Regions from separate parts of the Anas platyrhynchos genome. Here region 2 is linked to region 1. A link is a contact called in public Hi-C data. All regions are on one chromosome and are shown on one strand. Each heading gives the region's core, a stretch centred on a gene start, on an enhancer-like site or on the middle of the called end of the contact. The rest is flanking DNA. Distances are from core to core; before and after follow the strand shown. Region 1 overlaps LOC101789951 (a long non-coding RNA gene). Region 2 has its middle 39 kb from the start of SMAD6.

Region 1 (7,432 bases), core at 4,389-6,888:
TTCCCATGGACCCAGACCCTCAGACACATCCAAACCTGGGAGGCTTGGGGCTCGTGGTTATGGTACGTAGCACATCCAGGTATAACCAGAACCTGTAAATGCCCTTTACAAAATGAGTCTGGCCCCAAAGCCTGCCTTTAGAGCAGGGCAGGAGATGGATGTAGGCAGGCAGAACACAAGGAAATGCATCCAGCTCAGTGCAGGCAGTACTGGCAACCCAAGCAGGTCAAGCTGAGGCAGCCCAGCCCACAGCTCAGCAGCAGGCCGAGCTGCACTCCTCAGAGCGCTGGTTCTCACCTCACTCTGCTACAACCAGCGGCTGTGGTTCACCTCCAGACATCCTGAAGGTGCTCGGCCACTGCGAAGAGCCAGGCAAAAACTGCAGGCAAGGTGGTGAGGGATTTGTGTGCCTGTGCCTGCAAACCCAGGCAGCACAGCTAAGGTCAAAAGCGGGCCGCGAGGCATTGTATCGGGAAGGGGCTCCGCATCTCAGCTCGCATCCGGCCTGCAACAATTTCTCTTTTATATCTTATTTACATCGCTGTCTGAATAGAAACACAGCGAATGAGGTTCAGTTACAATGGTAAACAAGAATTTCAGGTTTAAGCTTTGATTTAGACGATCTGTTTTCTGATAGTGCCTGTGTGAATTGTGCCGCTCGGTTATTTCTGGCATAGCAGCGGGCAGAGTTTATAAACAGGTAACCTACAACAATGTTTCCTCATTCCCCTGCCTGCTTAATACGCTGAAGGATCACCTAAATTTAAAACAATATATTTAAAACATTAGGAATCATTTCCTGGAGTGTTGCCTAGTTTGTTTTAAACTTTTTTTTAACAACAAAAAAAAAGCCTAAACTGTGAATGTCTGTTTATTGCTTTTCTTTTTCAATTGTATTTATTTCTGTGCTTGTAGGAGTGGAAACACATAACTTTTTTTATTTTTACAACAGCCCTTTCAAAAAAGGAAGTCAATTGTGCTCCTAATTGTGTGTGTTTTTCAACAGAGGTCCTTCAGATATGAGAAAATGGACCTTAAAATGATAGCTAAGATTAATTGAAAAGTTTTTATACATATATACTAATGAGTAATTTGCAATTATGTTTAGAGATGCCTGCTTAAAAAAAATAGATGATGCCCATTTCATTTTTTTTACTTTAAATTTCAGGCTTCCCTAAATTCCATAATTTAACAGTCTGGAGGCTTTAAAGACCCCCTCCCGCAACCTCCCCAGGGATACTTCCTAGAGCTCTGAGCACCAACAGATAAGCGCTCTGTGATGGTGCTCACACCGCTTGCTGCATTGTTTCTTTTCCCCCAATTTTCAGAGAACCACGGCAATGAAACTGCCACTCCCTCGGTGAGAAGACTTGTTCCCATCAATAGATGGCAAAGCAAGGAAAAAAAGAACACAATGCAGTGCTCTAAACCTTTGTTCAGCTTGCAGCTGTAAGCATCACGATTTTCAAAGTATTTATAGTTTACAACCTAAAGTAACTGAAAAAAAATATTTTTGTGCCCTACCTTCAGCTAATGCTGAAGTTAATTTTTTTAAGACTCAAGTGTAGCAGCCACAGAGGTACGAGCATGGAAGAACAGTAAGGGTACATTGTGCTGACAGGAGGAGAGCACCCGACTGCGTATTCCTGATGATTCCTTCAGCATGTGTTCCTCCATGGGCACGGAGGGCTTTGCGCTAAGCCCCATGAAGATACTCCTTCCTTTTGCAAGCGTGCCTCCACTGCGCAGCTGGGCTTGGGCCACCTCTCTCATGAGATTGACCCCTGGCCTTGCACTGCCTGCTCCACTCCACGCTTCCTTTCCCCGGGGACAGGCCGGGGAGGGTCGTATTTCGCGGCTGCCATTCCAAAGCGAAAGCTAGAAATCCAAGAGTCTTGACTTAATAAATAAAATTCCAGCCCCATTCACGGCAGTGATGTCTCAGTTTACACGGAGAGTTGACAGAGTTTTCTGCTGGCTAAGGCGCTCGAGTGAGTTACGGCGATGAAGGAAGACCCAAGAATGTTGATTAATAGATATTGCAATCTACACAACGGAGGGCCCAAATTCACATCCATCCCAGCAGCCGTTGGGGAAAGTCAGAGGGCAGGGCTGGAGTGGCAACCAGAGATTCAGCCACGGGCAGTATGAGCAGCACCCTCCCAACATCAAGCAACACTTTGTTCTCTGCAAATCCTGCCACAACTCATGTTTGAAAAACTCTAAATATCAGCACGGAGCCAATGCAGTTAGGGGCCTGGGCTGGGTGAGAAACCTTCCAACCCTCTTCCAATTCATGAGTGTTTTCGCATCAAGAGCTTCTATTACTTTGATCCTTACTCCTACCTATCCAGGTAATTTTACAGCTCCAAAGGCATATCCAACATCCTAATTTTCACTGATTGCCAGCAGTCTTGCTACTACATCACCTATGAAAGAGGTATTTTTCCATTTACACCTCAGTGATGAAAGAAAACGGAGCCCCATCTAACCCTAACAGAAATCACCTGTCAAGCTCAGCCATCCCAGCAGAGCATCCAGCTCAAGGTTACTGCAGATCACTCCCCAGAAACTCAGATGCTTATGAGGAATACTTTTTCCAATTTCAGATGAACGGCTACTTCTGGCATGATGACAATGCAATAAACACACATTTCAAAGCTACTTTCGTCACGTTCCTCTGTTGTTCGCTGGACAGTCGCCAGAAAGAATAAAAACGTTACCCAGGGGTGAGCTCTCCGAAGGCATTAGGTGCTGGAGCTCAAGTTCTCTGCTGATGGATCTAACAGAACTCACAGAACCTTAATTATGGGGATAGAAATAATTCTGAGTTCAGTGTTAGATTTATGCAAAGCAATGCAATACAACTTTTTTTTTTTTTTTTTTTTTTTAAATTAGACAAAGCAAAACACAATTAGCCCTCCAATATTGTGATTGGAGATTTCTCAAAAGAAAGAAGAGAAACCAGAACAAAAACCAAAACGCACGCTCACGGGGAGGCTAGGAACCATCAGTCATCTGTTAAATGAAACCTGTTCTTTCTTTCAGATTAGCTACTGTCTAGTGGTACATAATTAATATTGATTTGAAAGGCAGCCTGCCCAAGGGATCCCGAATAAGTGATTGTAGTACATGCTGACAAATGAAATATCATAATGGCCAGTTTACAGCATGACTTGAATGAATTTCTAACAGTAGGAGAGGTTTTCTTCCCCCCTCAGACTTCCAAAAGTCTAAATTCTAGTTTGTCCAGATTTTAAATACTGGAAAAAGGAAATTATTTTTGAAGAATCTGGAAAGTCCTATTCTGTTTTTTCAAAACCTTTAATCAGTTTTTCATGTCAAGCCTAGACTGCGCGTCTCAGTGAAGGAATTCCTCAGTGAAAGTCAGTGGACTAAACAATGGCATTAAAAACTGCATTCCTACGTGGTTTCTGTGTGCATGTTCAGTTAGCCAGAGCTCTCCCAACACAATTAGGGAAAGGAGGGCTAGAGGTCAGCGCTGGAACCTAGGATTTTAGCAACCTGATTTTCATTTCTTGCCCTGCTATGTGACTGTGCAAGTCTCCACCTTTTTGTGTCTTATTCTCATACCTGTGAAAAGAGGGTACCACGATCACCTCCCAGAGACGTGGAAAGGATAAAAGCTGAAGAAAATTGGGCCTCTGATAGAAGAGTGACTGACCAAAGGGTAGAAGACCCTCACCTTCTGCAGACAACCTTGTCTAACACACTTGTTTTCACAAATGCAGTAGAGGGACCAAACACCAAAATGTTGAGCACTTTTAACTGGAATGTTGCCTAATAAATGCATCCATTAGCTTCCTTGGAGGGAAAGAAAAACAGAGGTGGGGAAAAAAATGGTTTTTTATCCCCCCATTGAGCCTCTTCCCTCAAAGCCACACATACAGCCAATGCAGCATTTGGCTCATCAGAGGGAGTGAGACTCTGGTGAGGAGGATTGGAGTTTGGGGAGAGGAAGGAGGAAGCTCTCCATGCTCCCTTCTATCCTGCCTTTCCTCTCCTGAGCAGGGGACTCAGGGAATCGGTAGGAGCATACTTGTGGTAAGAACATCATAAAGGGATGAGTAAAAGGATAAGCCAAAAAGTGTTTGCACAAATAAATCAGCTGCTGCGTAAGGAACCTACTTACACTCTGCGCTCACAATAAAGGGCTTTCCCTCAGCTCTGCAATGACCTGTGCAAGAAGCAGCATCAGAGCTACACAGGCTTCTTACCCTGGCAAGTTCTCCACACATATTAACTCCTGAAATGAGGTTATTCTGAGAATGAAACTGAGATTCCCGGAGTAGACAGTAACATTACATAATTTAGTAGAAGCTGTGCTCATGACCAGGACAGGACCTGGACAGATTTCCTATGTTTCCATGAAACATCCCATTTCCCTCTATACAATCCTATCTCAGGAAACAAACAAAACAAAACAAAACAAAATCTATTAATTGTAGGTTCTGAGACTGAGAAGGAAATGGAAAGTTATATTAAGAAAAACAGGGGGACACTTTAAAAAAGAAAAAAAAAAAAGCTGTCACCAACTGCTAGAAGTAGATACGCGTGTATCTTTGGGGCACCCTTTAGTGCTGAAGCAAAGCTACATTTTAGAATCCCTCCTTTTTCTTCAGCTTACTTTTGAACAAGAACATTGAATTGTAGATTTGCCTGAATAAAAACATTGGGATTAATCCCAGAAATTATTAACATATCTCGATAAAATTATTTAATCTCCCTAAACTCTTTGTCTTCAAGTCCAAAACATTTTAAAGCTTACCGTGTAAATCCCAGGCTTCCGAGCATCCTGCTGAATTCAACAGAACAGAAAGTCTAAGGCATCATTAAAAATAACACATTGTTTGCATTTTTCATAAAGACATCAAGAGTATTTCATCTCTCTGAAACACGATCTCCCACAGGGAATTACGGATGAGCAAAAACAGAACAAGTGGAAGTTAAATAATTTTTTTTTTTTAAATGCCAAGAAGCCAACGGGTTAAGCTCTCAATTTATCTTTGTTTCTGCAAAGATACAACACTATTTCAGAGACATTAAGAGTAAGACCACACCTGTGTTTCTTTAGCGGTGGCCTGCTGAAAATATTTGTCAGGCATTGTGTCAGAATCCAGAGCACATTCTTTCACTTTATGATTAACCTTTAAGGAGATTATGTTGGGAAAACGCTCAAAGTGACATTCATACTAAATTAACTGCGTTCATACTGGAAAGGTTTTACCCTTGAAGTCGGCGGTGGTTTTCAAACAAAGCTTAAGCCAGCCACAGAGTACATGTCCGTAGGAAACAGAATACGGAACCAAATGCTGAGAACAAGCCAGGGACGTCTTGAAATTTAGGCAGTAGTAAATTCAATACTCCACAGAAAAAAAAATGACAGATGAGAGAAACTGACCCTTCTTTTAATAAGGTCTGGTCCTAGAGATGAGCAAATCACCTTCAGTTAAGCAAAACCTGACCAGGACCTGGACTCATGTTGCAAACAGAGCCCTTCTTCCCCTCGTCCCATAAATACCCCAAACATCTATAAAAAGTTCGGCCACCTCTGACGGGCCTGGCACTGCTCCAGCCTGTTCCTCCTGACAGGGCTCGCTCCCTGGATCCATGTCAGCTGGGGCGACTCCAGCCTCGTTTCATTGAGCGGTTATCTCAGAGACTAAAGCAAAAGTCAGAGCCTGCCTCAATCTGGGCACTTGGCCAAATCCGCAAAGACAAAGAACTTTGTCCAGCACAATGCTAATAAATGATTACACCCTCCCTTTGCAAAACATTAATTCACTTCACTCGGGGCATAGGGCTCCTTTTTCAACTCTGCAGTCGGGGTTTAAAGAAAAAAAAAAAAACAACATGTCCATTTGTGAAGCAACTGCATCAAGACCTGATCAAACCTATTTTCCTACAACCACCTTGAGCAGACTCCCTCGTCCCACACCAGTGATCAGCAGCACAAATGAAGAGGGAAGGCCAACACAGAAGTGAAGGCAATCTGCGTGTTTTGGAAGAGGCACAACAGTACAGCACAAAGGCTCGGCTGCGTTCCCTGGCTATGGCCACTTATGGTGCTGACCACAAGAAGCAGGACCCCTGAGCGCCCAGGTTCTCACCTTCTTCTGTTTCAGGACAGGTTGGGGACAGCTGTCCACCTGCCCCAGCACTCTGCGTTGGACCCTTGCCTGACCCACATGGCTGTTCTTAAACCCTGCAAAATAATGGAGCATGGGGCCAAGTCCTGCACCTCTGCTGCTCTGCTGGGGAGGATGGCAAAGCTGCCGAGGGCCGGTGCTGCTCGCTAGCAGCCATTTGGAGTGCAGAGCCTCAAAAGCTCAACAGCCCTCAAAGCCATGGGAGAGCATTTCATGTTCTTGAGCACCATCTGCTGGTACCTGGGCCACTGACACTCGCACAGCCACCTCTTAGGAGGAGCTCAGCTCCTGGGACTCCTATTTGAGAGGGAAGGACCAAGGCTTCCTCCTGCCCAGCTGCTGAGCTGCTTCCTCGCCCATCTCAGCAGTTCCCAGGCAGTGCTTTACACGTGCCAGCTGCAGGCCGATGAAGCCTCATCCTTTCAGAGGGAACATCCATAAGGGAGACAACTCCAGGGACCTGTAACAGCATTTTAATTTGGATTAAAAATGGGATTTTGGAAAATGAATGTGCCGGTTCTGTCACTTGCACTGTGGCAGTCCTGCAGTCCCACGTCGCCTGTCCCCCCATGGGGCAGCACCCGAGGTGCCCACAGAGGACTTGTCCTACCCCAAGACGAGCAGGAGGAAGAGGCAGAGCACCACGGGCCTGACCCCTTTGCCCTTCCCAAGCACGTCCCAGTCCCGCAGCCCTGTGAGGCCTGGCGATGCCTCACCTCCCTCAGCGGCCCCAGCAGCCTGCGGTTTGTGCTCACACGTGCCCCCGCAGCAGCCCAATAACCCAAGTGCCTGTAACACTGCGCAGTTTTGCCTCTGCAGTCACAACCCATTTCCTTTCTTCTCCTCAGTCTCCTTCAGGCACCCAGGCAAAGGCAGGGAGAAAGCAGGAGTTAACCCCTTCCTCAGCTCCGGCCAGGCAGTGCCTTTGTCCCGCGCTTCAGAGGTGCCCGGTGAGAGTCTGAGGCTGGGGAGGAATCGCCCTGCCCCATGCCCAGCACTGCGAGGAGCTTTAACAGGCAGTTTTAACACTACTGAACTGTTGCCTGCACTCACATTTACACCACAAGGCTGGAAGTATTTGATATTGTCTTCACTTTCATGTGAGCCGCAGCGTTTACCTGGCCAAAAGGAAAAAAAGAAAATAAATCTGCTTCTCAAAGCTATGAGGGAAAAAACGTGGCTAGGATGCAGGAGTCCAGTGCAAGAAATCAAAATTAAAAAGCCAAGGTTATTTTTCCTTTAAAATTTTTTCTGACTCAGAT
Region 2 (6,749 bases), core at 1,429-3,928, 170 kb before region 1:
CACCCCCATACTCATCCTGAAGGAAACACATTTCACAACATCCCATTAAAAGATGGACTCGTGGCTCTCTCCTACATTGATAATCCACAGTTTATGAATGTTAAGCTGAGGCACTTGTAATCCTTCTGACAATTTCAGAGTTGGCCTGGTTTTAGAGTGAATTGCTTCTTAGACAACTCCAAAATCAGCACATGGCCCCTTTTCATCTTGCTCGATACCAGCTCGTGTACGCTTTTCCCTGGGCTGTTTACTAATGCAAGAATTCAAGGACACGGCTATCAAGCCTTGCTAGAAAGGAAAATAAATATTGAGGTCAGTTCCCATCAGGGCACCACACACTTGGAGTCACCTCAGATGTTGCAGTCTCGCTGCCCAAATTACTCCACACACGCTGTGATTTAATAGGTTACTTACACCGACAGCAGCACAAATCCTGCGTATTTAAGGCCTGCCCACTAAACCCAGTGCAGGGAACAGGCTCGCTGTGGTTGGATTAAGTCAAATTTCAAGGATTGGTAAAACTGGGAAAAAGTCAGTCCCCTGATGTGTTCCCACGGATGGAGGGCTGCCCTCCTGCAGGGAAATTCTCACCCTGGAGGTTTATGTAAGGGTCCCACTGGTGCAGCCCTTGCTCTTTGTGCTGCACAACTACAGGGGGTGAGTGCAGGGAGAGGGCACCCACACGGACATGACACCTCGGTCCCCAAATTCCAGGAAAGGAGAATGCTCTCAGGCCCTGGGGGAAATAAGCACAGCTCCAGCAGTGGCTTGTGCCATGGGGAGGACCTGGATACAAACAGGTCACAGTGTGGAGTTATAACAAGTTCCTTCTAAAGCAGGGTTAGCAGGGACTGCCTGCCCATAATAGAAACATTTTATTAAATGCATGGCATCCCCTAGAAATAACACTTGCTTTCTGCCATCTCCGTTAACCTGCTTCTTGGGATTTGCAATGATTTCATCTGCAAAATAGGAGGAACTCCAAGGGGCCACTCACAACGCACAGGTCGTTCCCAGAGACAAGGGGGAAGAAAATGCAAAAAGCAGAACACTAAAAAAAAAAAAATCCCCGTCTGTCTTTTAGGTCAACTGATCATTGTTTTGATTTCGACTCCACAGCCAAGCAAAAAATTGTGAGAACGTTTTTTGATGAGAAAGTGCTGATCTAATGGAACTGCAGCAATTTGCAAGGCTGCATCTTTGTGCTAAGCTGGAGGTGAGAAACCACAAAATGGGGCATCCTTCAAACTAATCAGCTTCTAAGTTTCTTCGTGATTTTTAAAGCAGGAAAGACAAGAAATGCAGTGTTACAAGATGAAGGAATTCGTGGCTCACAAGAGCATTCTGGATGTCTTTTCTCTGGAGAAGCTCTTTGGGTGCCTCCATCCTTCCTCCAGCTCCCCACAAAGCCCTCTAGATGTAGGTCTGGTGGTGCCAGCAGCTTGGTGATCCCACTCATCAGCTCATCACCACACACACCTTGGAGCCTGGGGTCAATCAACCAACAACCAGCACCCCAATCCCAGAAGACAGGTGGATTTCCCCCTCCTGCTGCTCCCTTCCCCTTGCATTGTCTCAGTGTTCATGACAAGAAGTCTCACCACCACATCATGGTGATAATCCAAGCACCTGAAAACCTTTCTATATCCCCTTGCTGAGCCCCAAACCATGACAGATGACTCCAAGCAAAGATTTTTGCAAGGAGCCAGCTCCTTGGCTTGCCCAGAGGCTCCAGGAAGGCACCTGAGCAGTGTCACTGGGACTACGAGGACCCCCAAAGAGGCAGAGCTCTCAGAAGCAACCTAGGACACCAGTATCTCCTTCCAGCCGCCCCCTGGGACAGAGCATAGGACCTAGGATTGCTCTGCAAACACTTCACTGAGCAGACAATTATAAGAATTAGCCCTTGTGAAGTGCCAGAAGCAATGACAGCAGGGGAATCCTGTGCAGTTCACTGCGTGCAGCAGGAAGGCAGCTCGGTGGGGACTTTCCTCCTGGGACACATTTTGAGCAAAGCAGAAGAGCCTTTTTGACCATCTATGTGCAACTGGTCCTTGAAAAGCTGGAAGTGAAACAGCCGAAAAATCAGATGAGCAGAAGGAGCACGAGGGATACTTCAGAAAGGGGCACGGAGACCCCGGGGTCAGAATACTGGAGGCATTCCCACAGGATTCAGGGGATCTGTGAAGCGTCTGTAGGAAGAAAACCAGATTTTAAAAGTTTCCCATGCCAAGGACCCAGCCCCAAAAGTGGCAGGGAGCCTCCTGTTACACAGCATTGAGGAGGAGGAAGGTCTGGGGGTGGCACATTTCAACTTTTTCTCTTGGTCTTTCAAGGCCAAAGAGCAACTCCACAAAAAAGCAGACCCCTTCCCTGTGAGAACTGCCAGTACGTGAGCTTAAAGACTACACAGACCCCTAAAGAGGTGAGCAGAGAAAATGGCCATTGCAAGGTCCCACCTGCGCCTCCCTCCAGCCAAACAGCACAAAGTGAGCTTCTCCTTGAGATCCAGCACCAGGCAGGTCCAGAAACTCACATGCTTGGGATGTTTAAGAAATGATTACCATAGACCCAAAGCTATTTTTCTATTTTGAAAGAGCTGATGTGACAGAGCTGAAGCCCTTACACCACCAGCTCCCTTGGCCTGCTGTGCCTACTCAATCCCCACCATGCAATCCGGACCATCGGCTGGCTCTCAAAGTCCTCAGAAGAAAGAAAAACACACTGAATTCCCCAGCATTTGAATCACTCAAGCTTTTGCCAAGAATGGGCCTCCCTCATTACAGTTTCATAATTCTTCAGCCCTTTCAGACTCGCTCAGACACCGTTTGGGTAATAATTAACCATTGCGAGCGCTCGGTGCCTGCTCAGTTGAGATCTGCGTGTTCAAGCTTGGCAGACAAGACCTTCAAAACTAAATGCAGTGTGACGCTTATTTCTGTTGAGTATGTTGTTGTGGAATAAGGCGAAGGAAAGCAATTTCCAGAGGGTAGTGGGGGTTTTCTTCTTACCTTGCCCTCAAGCATCCTTTGGGAGCAGGAACACCCCAGCCACCATGAACTTCCCCAGGAATTGGTTGGGGCTGCAGGTCTGCATCCCAAAACCAAGCTCAGCAGCATGTCAGATACCCCTGCTGGGTATCTGGGTATCAAGGTCAGGGTTTCAGTAGGAGACCACGACACTTCTCAGAGCAGGGCTGAGATGGAGCAGCATTGAGCTTAAAAAAAAAAAAAATACAGTTCAGGCTGGAAGATCCTAGAAGCCACAGATACCGGGTGAGCAAGCCAGGGGCAAGGTGTAGCCAAAACCAGGTAGAGAAGTTTCCTTCCAAAACCTGCAGCCAGACTGCAAAGGAAGCTTTGGGGACTTTTTCCCTTTGCATGTGCTCTTCCTGCAGTGCCCGCAGACCGCAGGGTGTGCCCTGGGCATGGAGCTGGGCTCGGACCCCAGCCAAGTGACACAGCCACGCTGTTGTGATATCAAAAGGGGTCTGTGACTGTCACCGGGTTCCTGCCCCAACACAAGGCACTGGGGCCTCTGTCCCAACGACTGAGAAAGTGCCCAAACCTCCCGGATCACAATCACATCACACTGCAGCACTGGGCTCCTCCGGGAAGCAGGCAACAGGTCAGAGATGTTTATTTGGGAAAAAAAAAATCCGTAAAAGAGGCCATTCTAGGACTCTTCTAGAAAAAGGATAATCCCATTACCTGCCTGTGTCATGGGCCCACATCCACCCTTCACAGCACCTCTGGGGGATGCAGACAGCCCCACCACACACAGCACAGGGCTGTCACCTAACCTCACATCTTGTGGCACCGACATGAGATGAGGAACCCCTCAGCAAGCACTTGATGGCAGATATAGAGTGATGGTGAAACCACTGGACCCAGGAATCCCTTCCCAAGGCTGAGAACAGGATGGGGAGATGCTACCAGCCCATGGGCTCTTGCAGCTGGCACTGACTTCCCTGAGCACCAGTTCCCACTGCCAGGGCTAACACCCTCCCCCAGATGCAATCATGCCAAACAATCCCTTAAACACATCCAGATGTGATTTGGGAGGCTAAATAATAGTTCTTGATCTCATGACAATAGTGCCCAGAAGGACTTGGAAAACTCTGACAAAAAGCTTTGAAGCTTTGTGCAATGTGCCCAGGACAGTTTATTCCAAGAATTCCACACTGACAGCTCGAAGTGCTCCCTAAATCCCCACCCGACTGAGCTAACAGCCTGAGCATCCTTCCCATACCCAGAGGTGCTACTGGACCATCCATGCCCTAAACTGAACACAAAAAAAAACAGAACCAGAGTTGAGCAGCCATCCCATACCTGTGTTTTACCAGGATTTAAAGCAGAGACTGGAAACACACTGAAAAGACCTGCTAGCACATCCAGCTTTTGGCATCCTTTGTTTGTGAGCCATAGGAAACACTACACCGGAGTGCTGCCATATAAAAAAATATGAACCTAAAGCTTACAGAGGTTTTGCACCGTGCATTCAGGATTACACACGGCTGGATGCTCCTCTGGTGTTTATCTCAGCCTCACTGGTCTAGAAGCCGCACTGATGTTACCCGAGGAAGACTGCACTTAGGACATTTCCTCTATTTCCTGGTCCAGGCTGAAAAATACCGTGAGAAATATTATTCACAGAAAATATCGGTAGCTCTAATCCCTGCCCAACAGTGAACGGAAAGCAGGAGGCAGGAAAACCAGCAAGCAGCACTTCCCAAAGCTAAGGCATGGCTGATTGGGTTTATTTTTTAGCAAAGATTTTAAGGAAACATGGAAGCGAGGGACCCTGCCTGTCCATCCCCACAATTTTTGAACCCTTTACTCAATTTCAACAAAATCCACGCAAGGATGAGCAACCACAGGCTTCTCATGGGGTCTGGCACGCTCCCTCACATGCACCAAGCTGTCCCTATGCAGGGAAAGCTGCAGCAGAAACTAAATGCTTAAATAAGAATCGACAAGATCCCAGCCTTAAAACCAGAGCCTACATCTCCTCAGACAGGCAGGAAAACCTAATCCCCAGCACCACGGCAGCTGGAGCACCTCAATCCGCCTCCTCCTCAAGAAACACCTTCATTTCCCCCAAATCTTTGGCTCTGCAGAGGGGTCACATCCTCCACCCCCCCAAAAGCTCCCTGGTGCGCACGCTGCTTCTCATCCCCCTTCCCCGGGCCCTGTCTCCAGCTCTGTGCCCCAAACCAGGGCTGGCTGTGAGAGTCACGTTTTCCCCAGAAATTCCGGGAAACAGGCTCCTGCTTTTAACGAGGAGAAGGTTTTTCTGCTGACTTCCATAGCCAAGCTAATAAAAACGGAAAGCAATAAGAAATTCCAGCAGAAGGGAGGCACGGGGGGGGGGGGGGGGGGGAGGAAAGGGAAGATACCACTCTGCTCATTTGAACCTCTCCTAAATAGGAGAAGATAATTAGCCACATATATCCCAGAAAGAATAGCAACAGTATAAGCAGTTATTGGGAATGCACACTTTAAGAGCATTTGCCAAAAATGCCTGCTTTTATTAAAAAGGAATGGTTTCACAAAGGCCCAACTGTAAGAAAGGTTGTAATTTGCCCAAATAAAACTTAATTTGATCCATGAAATAGCTGTGGTTTATTGTGTAATATATGTGCTATGTGTTTTAATTTAATAGAATCCAATATAATTGTAAGCCAGTGAAGTTTCAGAGCAATTTTGGGTTGTTCCCACAGTGTATATAGTACAGATGCTACTTTGTCCATCGCACCAGCGCATTCATAAATCAGGAATATAGAGGGGATTATCCACAAAGCAGCAAGCGAGGCTTCATCACACACCAAAAGGAACATAAGGCCTTTGAGGGAAGCACAAGGAGTTATTGACAGGAAACAACCCCGGATGCTCCGCAGTCACCCACAGCATCTCGGGCTCTCCTCGACCCGATGTCAGGGCTGTACCTGTTGCAAACCCGAATTTTTGCCCTCTAGAAGGGCTGTGGTTGAGGCCAGGCATCTGGAGGCAGGATGGAGAGCAGCAGCCCTGACCACACGGCTGCTTCAGCCTCCGTCCTGGTGCCACCAAATGCTTTGGGCAGCGGATAAAGCTCATCCCCTGCCCCACTGCCAACAACAAGCACAGCTACAGCAGAGGAACAAACACATCCCGAGCCTATTGGGGCCACCGGGGTTTTGGAAGTGTGGGTACGCATCCAAGTCCTTCAGCAACTCAGTTAAAAATATTGATTTTCAACCCAAAACCAAGAACCAGAGCAGTTTAATTCCTTACAGTGACCATGAAGTCAAACAGCATCACCTGGAGCTCATTCCTCTGCGTCAACAGCAATTTTTTTCCCCTTGCCAGTCCATGCTATAGGGGAACAGTCAGCTTTTAATTGTGCATTGAACACATCCCCCATGTTCCTACTGAAAGATAAAGCCCTGAGAAGGAAGATTAGGGTCTAAAGGTTAACAGCCTGTAGAACAGTGGCAAAAATTGCTACAATAGGATTTCAGCCTTTCTTTCCAGTAAGAGCTGAGCATGGTTCCTTTTAGCATTCATTTCTTTCCCATTCTGGCAAGCAAAAGATATTTCACAGTCTTAATAGCACTGAAAGTCAAGGGCAGAGAAGATGAACATCTTCAGGACCTACCAGCAGCAACTGGCTGCTTCTCATCAGCCCGTTGCACAGACAGCTTTAAAGCATGATGTTACTCAAATTAAGAGGATCTTGTCAAATAAACACACTCCACACACCAAAGC

Evidence for each region. Hi-C and Micro-C count contacts between places; a contact is called where the count stands out from the background.
Region 2: a Hi-C map of skeletal muscle shows a contact between it and region 1, with 3 times the contacts expected there. The contact joins two enhancer-like sites. A contact is called at or near these places in 2 of 8 Hi-C or Micro-C datasets (skeletal muscle and subcutaneous adipose tissue).

The regions. Positions count from the first base shown.
Region 1 is chr11:23,056,142-23,063,573 of IASCAAS_PekinDuck_T2T, reverse strand. The region is part of intron 2 of LOC101789951 (a long non-coding RNA gene); the gene reads right to left. Among named protein-coding and RNA genes, the nearest start is that of LCTL, 36 kb to the right of the region's middle. Within about 2 kb of position 5,638, at least 2 of the 8 cell types and tissues checked have an H3K27ac peak or open chromatin away from gene starts, as enhancers often do.
Region 2 is chr11:23,227,565-23,234,313 of IASCAAS_PekinDuck_T2T, reverse strand. No RefSeq gene overlaps it. Among named protein-coding and RNA genes, the nearest start is that of SMAD6, 39 kb to the right of the region's middle. Within about 2 kb of position 2,678, at least 1 of the 8 cell types and tissues checked has an H3K27ac peak or open chromatin away from gene starts, as enhancers often do.